Linked DNA regions of Mus musculus: region 1 is linked to region 2. The links are chromatin contacts, called in public HiCAR-type maps. All regions are on one chromosome and are shown on one strand. The core of a region is the stretch at or near the end of the contact, and the rest is flanking DNA. Distances in the headings are between cores, read along the strand shown. Region 1 holds the start of Gnaq (guanine nucleotide binding protein, alpha q polypeptide). Region 2 holds the start of Tle4 (transducin-like enhancer of split 4).

Region 1 (5,402 bases), core at 395-2,894, 1.5 Mb before region 2:
ATATAGCTCCTATTTGAAAATAGCATTTTCTTGCTAATTTCATGTTAAGGGAGAATGTTGGGTTGTTGTTTTGTTTTGTTTTGTTTTTTTAAACGCGATCAGAGGGAAATTTTCTCTCACTCTTCCCGTTTTTTCTTGGAGCCCAGATGGCAAGATACTAAAATGTCCGTTTTAAACAAAAGGTTTCTGTTTGTTTCCAGGAGAGTAACTGAGAGGCTGCGCTGGTTTCCAGTAGAAACTGCTGTGAATTCAGGCATACATCTGGGTCGCCTCATTAAACAAAAGACACCCGTCTGCTGTCAACAACCACACAGTACAACACTCCCGGATCCTTCATCTTTATCCGGAAGGAATGGTTCATAGAGACGCCTGTCACCATCCACTGGCCATGCAACTCTCTGGGGTCACTCCTGTCAGTGGCCTGGTGGCTACAGTATAGCACATTTGGGCTAGTCTTCCCGCCCCGCCCCTGCCCAGTACGTTAACCCGGGTTTATTGGAGCGCCAGCCAAGGCTTCCTCAGCACCTTTCCTAGCAGAATCCAGACCGGGGTCTGCTCCCCGTTTCCACCCTTCCCTCTCCACCCCACAACGCGCCACAATGGACGCTGGCCGACCACCGCACTGCACGCCATTGCCCACCCGCGCCGCTCGCGCGGACGCTCAGCCGTCCCGCAGACGCTGTGCACCGAGCACGGCCCTAGCTGACACCAAAGGCGCACGCCGCGGATCCGCGCCCGGGAGCCCCGGCCCTCGGCCCCTGGGTGCGCGCGCGCGGGTGCGGGTGCGGGTGCCGGCCGGGGACGCGCGTGGGGAGGGCAGCGGCGAGCCGGGGCGGGGGGTACCGGGGCCCAAGGGCCGCACTCACCCAGCAGCAGCAGCTTGAGCTCCCGGCGGGCGTCGCGCTTGTCCCTGCGCAGCTGCCGCTCGATCTCGTCGTTGATCCTCCGGGCTTCCTTGGCCTCCTCGCTCAGGCAGCACGCCATGATGGACTCCAGAGTCATTCTTCCGAAGTGCCTCGCTGCAGCCCCGCCGGCGCCCTGCTCACACGCGCGCACACACGCCCTCCGCCCTCGCTCCCCCGAGGCAGCGGCGGCCGCGGAGCCCCGCCGCCCGGGCGCGCGTCAGGGACGAGCTCAGGGGAGCCGCGGTAAAGGAGGCGGCCGGGCCCGCAGCCCAGGCGGGCCGGGAACGAGCGGGGCCGGGAGCCTGGGACGCGCGAGGAAAGGCCGCCGCGCCCCGCCGCGCTCACACGCCGCCTTCTCGGAGAGCGCGCGGCCCTCCAGGCGCCGCCGCCGACGCTGCCCAAGGCTGTGCGCCCAGCGGCCCGAGCTCATCCACCGAGGCGGCCCCGCAGCGAGCGACCGCCGACGGCTCAGCGCGCCCGGCGCGCCCGCTCCTCGCCGCCGCCGCCGCCGCCGCCTGACTCGGCTCCGGGCGCCCTCGGCCTGCCCGCGCCCACTCGGCTCGCTCGCAAACCGGGCAGCCGGCCGCCGCGCGCTCCCCGCCTCCGCCCCCGCCTCCGCCGGACGCCCACCCGGCCCGATTGCCAGGCGCGCCGCGGCTGCTCAGTGCTCGCCCTCCCCCTCGCCACACACACACATTTTCTCCTTTCTCTGAACTGGAGCACAGATCCGGGAGGGGGCGGCGGCGGCGGGAGGAGGAGGAGGAGGACGGGCGCAGGGGGCGGGCACAGCGCAAGGGGCGGGACCGCGGCCCCTCCTGGACAGCTCGCGCTCTCCTCGCCCCGCCCCCGACTGCCCGCCCCGCTCGCCGGCCGCCTCCCTCTGTGCGAGCTCCGGCGCGGCGGTCACGGCCGTTGGAGCGGGTCCGGCAGGCGGACACCGACCTTCGGCTGCCGCTGGGCTGCCGGGGCGTGGTCGGCGAGAATATGGCGGCCTCGGCCTGCCCTCTGGCCGCTGGCGCTGCGGGAGCCCTGCCGGGAGCCCACGCGCTGCGCTCCGGGCCTCTCTGCAGCCGGGCTGCCCTTTCCTATTTCTAAAACGCCATTGGGAAGAAGCTGCCTCGAGTGGCCTCTGACCCAAGATCCATCTTAGAAGATGGGATGCTCTTTACTAGGGAAGAGAAAGGATTGTCACTGGCTCTCTGGGGGTTACTGAGGGATCTGTGGACGGAACTGTCCTCCTTATCTCCAGATAGGAATCTGAATCCTAAAGAGAAAAAAAGAAGCTGCCCAAGTTTCCAAGAGCCTCCTGATCCGTTCCAACTTTTCGGGTCACTGAGGTGGTTTCTGTTTTCCTACCAGCACACTACGTTAAACAGTCTGGTAATGTAGGATTGACCCTTCTACACCGTGACAGTTAAGGATGACTTCTGGGAGAACGCCAAGTAGTACAGAATGAAATGAAAGAGACAGATATGGTGGCTCACACCCATAAACTCCACACTCCACAGGCTGAGGCAGGAGAATTGCTTCCTGAGCAGTATGAGACCTTGTAGCAAAGAAAAGGGGGAGGGAGAGAGAATAAAATAGGAGAAAGTGAAGAAACTAGTATCATTGGAGCAAAATTCTATTTGGTTTTTATACTTCTAATTTGAGGTGGTTTACTAATAAATAGAAAATATCTTGTTCATTCAAGGTTGTATTGGGGAAAAAAAAAGGTTCATTCAATTCAGTGTGTCTCAAACATCAAGAGGAGAATCGTACTATTTTTCCTGACTTTATAGATAGAAGTGGGCGCCTCCACATTTCATGCTTTTCATAAACTGCTCCTGTTGATCTGGGCTGCAATGTAAGATCATACCCATTGCTGCAACTTAAGAATGAAACAAGTCTTGGACTTCAAGGTCTCTCCTCTGGTTTGCCTTATTCTCCACCACCACCACCACCACCCCACCCCATCCCCCACCCCCACCCCCACCCCCACCCCCACCCCCCCACCCCCGTGATACACTGCATGCATACATTCAGCCTCTATGCCAGGACTCAGATGGAGTTGTGGACGTAAAGTCTGTATGTAATACTCTGCTTTTAAAAAAGATACCTTGCCAAAGAAGCAAAGAAGCAAAGAAGGTGAACCTCTCACCCCTTTTATATGAATACCATCAGAGCTGGTGTAGACTAGCTGTGAAAATGAATATTTAGATACTAAAGATTCAGAGTCCAAGGCAGAAATGTAAAATAGAAGAATTGGGCAAGAATTGCAAGTAATACCCAGCCCCCCCTCGTGGGGGTGGGGGTGGGGTGTGTGTGTGTGTGTCCTAGAGAGACACAACAAGCTGGAAAACAAAACGATCAACATTTCATGTCTGGTTTCCTAAGGAGCCCCTGAGACAAATTGTGCCTTTAAAGTGTCAGTAATATATTTTGCTTAACTGACCTCTTTGTTTGTCACTTCTGTCTCAGCCCCAGGGACATGCCCTGGTACAGATATTTAAATTGACAAAAAAAAAAAAAAAAATCAACGTATCACTCACTGGAAAGAAATCAGGAAGTAAGGAATGCCAGCAATGCACAGGACAAAGTTATATAAGGACATCAAGAGGGAAACAGGAAGAGAAAATTCCAAGCATAAACCTTTGATGGATCTGGAAAGCATTTGCTAAGCAAGTGTCCCTATGACTTACATCAAACAAATGGAGTCCATACAGAAACTCACAGTGGTGTTGAGTGTGCTCTAGAAGAATAGACTCTAAATTATGCAACCGAACAGGGCTCATGTTACAAAATTCCAGTTCATTAAATCAACAAGCAGGGATTAACTGCTTAAATACAGTAAAGATGCAGTGAGGAGCACCCGGGGCCTACAGCATGTCCTCAAACTCTATAGGCATGTGGTCTTAAGGCATGGTGCAGCTCTGGACGGATACAGAAGAAAAAACTGGAGTTGATTTGTACAAAAATTGGGGTAAAGGTAAAAAGCATTTCAATGTACCCTAAAGAACATATAGGCTTAGCTCGGTGTACGAGCACACAGTCTTATCTGGAATAGCAGTCTGGCCTACTGAAGGAGATACCCTGTGGGGAAGCAAGGAAAAGAGGGAGGGAAGAAAAAAAGGAAGAAAGGAACAAAGAAAATCTCTACCGTAAACGTACACCACTTTAAAATAACAATTCCAAATCAAAATCACTGGAGACATACTGTGGGTTGATAAGCCATTCTGAGAACTCGAGGCCAATTACCGTAAGGCTGAAAGGCAAAACCACAAAATCCTACAAGCATTGAACTTCAGAGAAAACAGACTCTTATCTCCCTTGCGGTGTCCCAGTTCAGAAGCCTACCCACCCCACACACCCCAATTTATTGCCCAGCCTTCAGAGACCTGAGAAGAAAGAAAGAAAGAAAGAAAGAAAGAAAGAAAGAAAGAAAGAAAGAAAGAAAGAAAGAAAGAAAGAAAGATAGATCAGTAAAGACATATTAAAGGAATGGAGGAGGGATTCCAGGGTCCAAGAAGAAAAGGAAAAGGAGATCCTGAAGGGGAACCCAGACAGCAGGCTGTGTACAGTGCCTTTGTTCCCAGTCATTTATCATGGCTACTTCATAATATGTGGGGTGTGTCTGTGTTTCTGTCTGCCTGCCTGAGAGCAAGGACTTTCCTGTTCTCAAGGACTCAAAAGAGTGCTGAGACTAGAATTGGCCCCTCTTTGGCCTAGTCTATGTAGACCAGGCTAGCTTTGAACTCACAGATATCCATCTACCTCAAATGTGCTGAGAGCAATAGAACTCACCACCATACCCAGCCCAGAACATATATTATTTTTAATTGACTCTTATTTATTTCATGTGCATGGGTGTTTTGTCAGCTTTTATGTCTGTGCACCATGGGTGTGCCTAGTGCCTGTAAGAGGCCAGAAGGGGGCATCAGATTTCCCGGAACTTGACTTACAGATGGTTGTGAGCCATCATATGGGTGCTGGGAATTGAGCCCAGGAATGTCCTCTGCCAAAGTAGATGGTGCTCTTAATCTCTGAGCCATCCCTCTAGCCCTAGGACATATATTCTTTAGATGTTGAATAAGCACAAGCATGCCACCACCTACACCACTGGCAAACACACTTGCAGACTGCTTTTCCGGCACTGTATTATGCCAGGTGCTTGAGCCATGCAGAGCTCCTAAAGACTTTTGGATCTGTTTGGGTAGACAATCCACACAACTAAAAAAATACAAAATTAACAGCCCACATGCCTAGGAAAATAAACAACGCGAAATGAAAAGTACTATGTAATACTAAACAAATGTATCAAAAAGGAATTGTTAGCACAACGCATTTGGAGTGTAGTCCCAGATAACCTTAAAATCAACCAGGGAGCATGGGTAAGCAATGCGTGGGGAACCTAAGAGGCCAGTTGGAAATAAGTCTGACACACTGCTGATGCTAGGTCAGCTGGGAAAGAGCCGCTCTGTGCAGAATTGCCAGCGCCACTATCTGGCCAAGATGTAA
Region 2 (5,423 bases), core at 523-3,022:
AGACTCAATGTCCTAGTGCAGACACGGTTATCACTCAAGCCTTCTGAGAACGATTCAGAACACTGCTGTACATCTGCGAGCTTCAGGAAATAACTTGGAGCCAGCAAGATAGCTCAACAGGTACATGCACTTGTCACTTGATCTCCAGGGCTTGTGAACACACAAACACACACACACGCACAGACTCAAATCCCCCCGCCCCCCCCACACTAAATAAATGTATAAAATTTTTCAAAATTTCTAAGAAGCAAGTTTTTTTCAAACAGGCAAAATAAAGCCATTTTGCTTAACTGATAGCTTTAAAAATGCAGTCCTAATATGCAATTATTGTTGAGCTTAAAAAAAAAAACCCTCACGTGTTCAAAATCCTCTTTATGTGAATCCCCTTTATTCTGGATTGGCCGCATTTTAATAATTGGGTATGAGACAGAGGCAAGTCCTCCATCCTCTTATTTTGGAAATTAAATTTACAGAACGGAGGCATTGTATGAGCCTCAGTTCTGGATTTTTAGCAAGACTACTGCAGTCTTTCTTTGCCTCGGTGTCCTCAGTGGCCAGTACTAGTGAGGCCCACAGAACGCCTTGAATTGGGCATTAAGCTACCGGTTCCTCTGTCGTGGAAAGCGCTATCATTAGGAAAAACGTTTTTCCCACATTTGTTGAACCAACAGCACCGTATTAGCCTGCACTTCGAGTTAAGGTGGGACTCAGAAATGAATGTCCCAAACACAGCAGCCTTGGCTACAATCCTGCTTGACTTTTTCCGAATTCTTTTGATTGCCCAGGGGTCAGAGGTTCCTTAGCTCAGCCTTAAGGCTCCCAACACCCGCCAAGTCTCAAAACTGCCTCGGGCGGGCTGCCACTCCCGGGTTCTGACCCTCTTCCGTAGGCCATCACAAGCCCAAGGCCCGACGGTCCACACTCGGACCCTCTTTCAACCCCGGAGTAAGTTGACTGGTGCCTCTAAAGAAAGGGAATGTCAAGAGTCTGCCGGCCGGGAAGCTCTGGGACCGGCCCAGTGCACGCCTCCCGGCTGCGGCTCTAAACCGGGCCGACGGCGTCCGCGCTCACGCGGAAAATTATGCCGGCTCCAGCAGCGCGTAAAATGGATGTGAACCGCACGGAGTGGGATCAGCGCGATCCTCCCTCTCTTGTCTCAACAGGGGTTTCGGCGCGTTGCACAAGGCCGAGCTTGTCTCTTTACGGAGACATCGGGCCCTAATTAGTGCGCACCCCCGCGCGGTCGCCAGGCCTGGGCTCCGCGTCGAACGGGAGATGAGCCTCGGAGGGCGTCTTCGGACCGGCCTGCAGTCTCACCGCCATCGCCGCCGAAACCTGCTTCTAAAGATGCAGCCAGTGCAGCAGCGACAGCAGCCGCCGCGGCTCGCCACCCCACGTTACTTTGATTGACAGCTGAACAAATGTTTCCGCGGTTCGAACGCTCGCACTAGGGAACAGCGGCCAGGGCGAGGCTCCGCCCCGGGCGGGCCGCTGCGCCCCGCCTCCGCCAGCACCAATTCTTTGCAGTTATTGGTCGGAGCTCCACGCCACGCCCTGTCCCCACGTGGGCCTAGCCTGCCCGGCCCCGCCCTCCTGGCTTGCCATTTGTCAGCGGTGAAATGATGGGCAGTAACACAGAACCGCGATTAATGTTCAGCCATCTCCGATTGGTTGATGCGGCGCCCTCGCGCCGCGGGAGGGCGGGGCTCCTGGAGAGCGCCGCGGAGAGCGCGCGGGGCTAGCCGGAGACTGTAGTCAATCTGGAGGCATCCTTGGCCACAGTAGCCGCGCGAGGACTACATCTCCCGGGATGCTCCTTGGGCCCTCCGCGGATGGTCGTGAATATGTATCAGAATGTTAATGATTAGCTGCTGCTAAATTTGGTCAAAGAAGTCACCTACACAGAGCGCGTTGTTAGAGCTGTTCCGAGCGGGCGTTCGGCTGTTGGCTGCCTTCTTCCCCCTCTTACACACTCGTGTATTATTTTGAGGTGGTGTTCGCAGAGTTTGAAAGAGAATTTTAAAAAGCCGCAAGCGTTTCGCTCTTTTATTTTTATAATCCCCTTCAATTTGGGGCTAAAAAAACAGGAAGGAAGAAAAGGAAATGAAATGTGGTAAAAGAAGCTAAAAGGTGCCTTTTAAAAGATCGTTGCTGTGAAGTGAAAAAAAATCTCCAGAGAACCCCCAAGCGCCGCGAGACCTCTTCCGAACCAAAGGAGTTTGCGCTCGCTCTCAGGGAAGAAGCGACCATTCATTCCGAGGAATAGCAGCCAATTAAAAGACAAATAAAAAAAGTTTGGAGTGGGGCGCGAGCAGGCGGGCGGCGCTCGGCGGGCGCGGGGCTCGGCGGGCGCAGGACGGACGGTGCCCGCCGCCCTCAGTGACGCCCGCGGGGAATGCGGAGCCGGCCGCCCGCGCCCAGCCGCCGCGCCTGCCTGCCGCCCGCGTCACGCGAGACCCGCAGGCCCGGGACGCCGCCGCGGGGCCCTCGAAGCGGATGAGCCGCGCGCCTCTGCCTGGCGCAGCCAACTAAAGCGGCGTGGATGATTCGCGACCTGAGCAAGATGTACCCGCAGACGCGCCACCCGGTGAGTGGCGCCGCGCCCGCAGCCCTGTCCGCGGCCGGCCGCTCCGAGGGTGCGGGAGGCGACCGACTTGTAGCCATTTTCTTATTGTTGTCTCTGAAGCCCCGGGAAGCAGCGCGCCGCCGCTCTCCGCCCGCGCGGCTCTCCCGAGGGGGGCGAGCCGGGCGGCGCGAGTCTGCGGGGTGGAGGGCGCCGGCGGCCACAGGCCGGACTCGCTCTGCTAGCTGACGGCCGCTCGACGCCATGGCGCGGCTGCCTCCGACGGGCCACTTTCGATTCCGGGTAGGGAGGGATGGGAGAGCCGGGCCGGGGGCTCGGGGGTTTGGGGGGTGACGGGGGGAGGCGGAAGCCAGGCTGAGAAGCTGAGCCGAGGGAGGCCGCCCGGAGGCACCGGGACCCCAGCAGGCGAGCGAGAGGCGGGAGCGGCGCGACCAACCCCCCCACGTCTCGGACCGCGGGCTGTCCACCCCCCACCTGCGATGTGGGCTAATTAAATATTTTATTGTTGTTCTTTAGGCACCGCATCAGCCTGCTCAACCCTTCAAATTTACAATTTCAGAATCCTGTGATCGGATTAAGGAAGAGTTTCAGTTTTTACAGGCTCAATACCACAGGTAACGATATTGACTTTAGCTGATCCTTCTGTTTGCTTAGCTCTTGTCTTACCCCCTTCCAACACTACCCCCCTCCTCCCCCACCCCCCCACAAAGGTATTACCATTTCCCCCCTGTGGGCAGAAAAGGCAAGTCAGGGCCTCTTTTTCCTTTAGGCAGGTGTAAAGAAATTAAGCATTTTCTTCTCCGGTAAACAGAAAAGGAAGCAGAACAATCGAAACTGGGGAGACTTGGAAAACGCTGAGGCCAAACTTTCGATATTGATTTATTGGGTCAGGAGGCTGGAAGGTTGGGAAGATTCTGGGGCCCTTTGACTTCTTGCTTCTTTATTACTCTGGGCTGCATTTCTTCCTTCTACCATCATGGCATAATTTAAGAGCCAGGGAGTTAAGCAGTGAGCCATTTCATTACTTTTATTAAAAAAAAAACAAATAATAATAATAAAAACAGGACACCCCCCCCCCCCAATGCTTTTGTGTTCAACGCTCTTAGACTTGGAGTGCTTTTGAAACATGTTTGTTTCACCGGGTCCTTAATGATGCAGAATTCTTATTGCAAGAGCCCAAACAAGCTGCTGGACCAGATCAACACCTCCCACCCCCACATGCTATTCAACTTGTCTGTATTTTTTGGAGGGGGAAAAACAATTTGTCAGGAGACCGTGTTGATTCTGATTTTCATTAACCTCATAGAATATTAATGATAGAACCTTCCCTGTGGCATTTTCATGGACCTAACTTTGCTTATATATATATATATATATAATTATTAGCGATGTTTATTTCCTTGTTTTAGTAAGTGAATTTAGTGAAGAATAGTCAATTCTGGGTGAAGTCTCAGAATTCAATTGGGTAGAGGGTTTATTTCTTTAAGACATAAACCCCTCTTTCCCAACCCCCACAGTTTAACCTTATCAAAGAGGCAAGTCCTGGCTGGTTCTTGTCACTCCTTCCTCTCTCCTCCCTTTCACTAGTAAAGTGCTGTTTGATACCATTGATTTGACAATAGGAGGTGATGATTTAGAGGAAACGACGTGGATTTGGAGTTGGAAGGATACGCGTTAAGTTCTACACTGTACTTAGTTGATTTTATGTCTTGAATAGTCTGAAGCTGGAATGTGAGAAGCTCGCCAGCGAGAAGACAGAGATGCAGCGGCATTATGTCATGGTAAGAAAACTGTGTCACAGATTCAAAGTGCTCATTAGCTTGGGAGACTGAAAGCAAGAATACGTTTTAAATCGCTGGAGGCTGCAGGATCCATCACAGTGGCCCTGCCAGTGTTGTTGAGGCTGTGGGTATGTGTCCATTAGCAACCTGTAATTCTAGGTGGTTACAGCTTGGCTTCGACAACCAGCTTTGATTTAAATTTTCAAAAAGTTCAGTTGCGTGGGGTATAATTTTCTGTGCTTTGTTTTTACAGATTTTTACAAAAGTGGAAAAAAGAACTCATTTATTTTTTTTGTTTAGTCAGAAGCAAAATGTTTTTGTTAGTGGTTTTCTTTGTTGTTTTATTGCTTTTGCTCCAGTTGTAACCAGACAGCTTTCCTATACACTCTTAACATTGCATGCACTGTATGCCTTTTAATTAATGATTCGGATAGGAAATGACACCAGACCCCTTCTCAGAAAATTTCCCACTCCTCATGTTAATCTGTTTATATTTTTCTGTGCATGCCTTCAATTTCTATAGTGTTATTTTGGTTCTTAGGAGCGCTGATTTGAGCTGCCAGATTTTCTGTACTGTAGTTACACGCCCATTCAGACAAATCAAATCTATGTTTACAGAAGTATAATGAAGCATTTTTATGATTCAGAAGTATGTTTGGGGTTGAAAGAGCTTGCAGGCTGGTGCATTAATTTCCTACCCAGTTCCTCTGCTTTGCATGTAAGAGTGAGTAGTCCACTCTAAGCAAGAAACCGAACTCTGAGGAAACATCACCTTTTTCCAACAGTTCTTTCAAAACCTCAGCATTTGTATGAGATGCTTCTGCTGTGCTTAGGAATTAGGAGTCACGTGGAACCAAATTTTCATGACTTTTTCAGTTCATTTGCTTATGATGTAGAAAGACAGTTGTACAAGTTAAGAATGCTGCGTTTTAACATTTTTATTAGTTTTGAGAGTTTTTCTCTTGGGTGTGTCTTAACATGGCCTCTAGTGTTTTAAAGAGAGCAGCAGTTGGGCATCCTTTTTATTTATTGACTGGGGTATTTTGGTTAAGGTGAGG

Evidence for each region. HiCAR-type assays count read pairs that join an accessible place to other places.
Region 1: a HiCAR-type map of astrocytes shows a contact between it and region 2, with 3 times the contacts expected there. The contact joins the promoter of Gnaq here to the promoter of Tle4 in region 2. A contact is called at or near these places in 3 of 39 promoter capture datasets (embryonic stem cells, neural stem cells and pre-B cells), 4 of 115 datasets of contacts at active chromatin or transcription factors (astrocytes, cardiomyocytes, large pre-B cells and 1 more) and 2 of 9 other capture datasets (adipose tissue and liver).

The regions. Positions count from the first base shown.
Region 1 is chr19:16,128,926-16,134,327 of GRCm38.p6, reverse strand. It overlaps Gnaq (guanine nucleotide binding protein, alpha q polypeptide), which reads right to left and starts at 1,644. Exons shown (of 7, transcript NM_008139.6): 1 at 867-1,644. The coding sequence starts at 1,002.
Region 2 is chr19:14,594,532-14,599,954 of GRCm38.p6, reverse strand. It overlaps Tle4 (transducin-like enhancer of split 4), which reads left to right and starts at 1,772. Exons shown (of 20, transcript NM_011600.3): 1 at 1,772-2,587; 2 at 3,101-3,198; 3 at 4,302-4,365. The coding sequence starts at 2,543.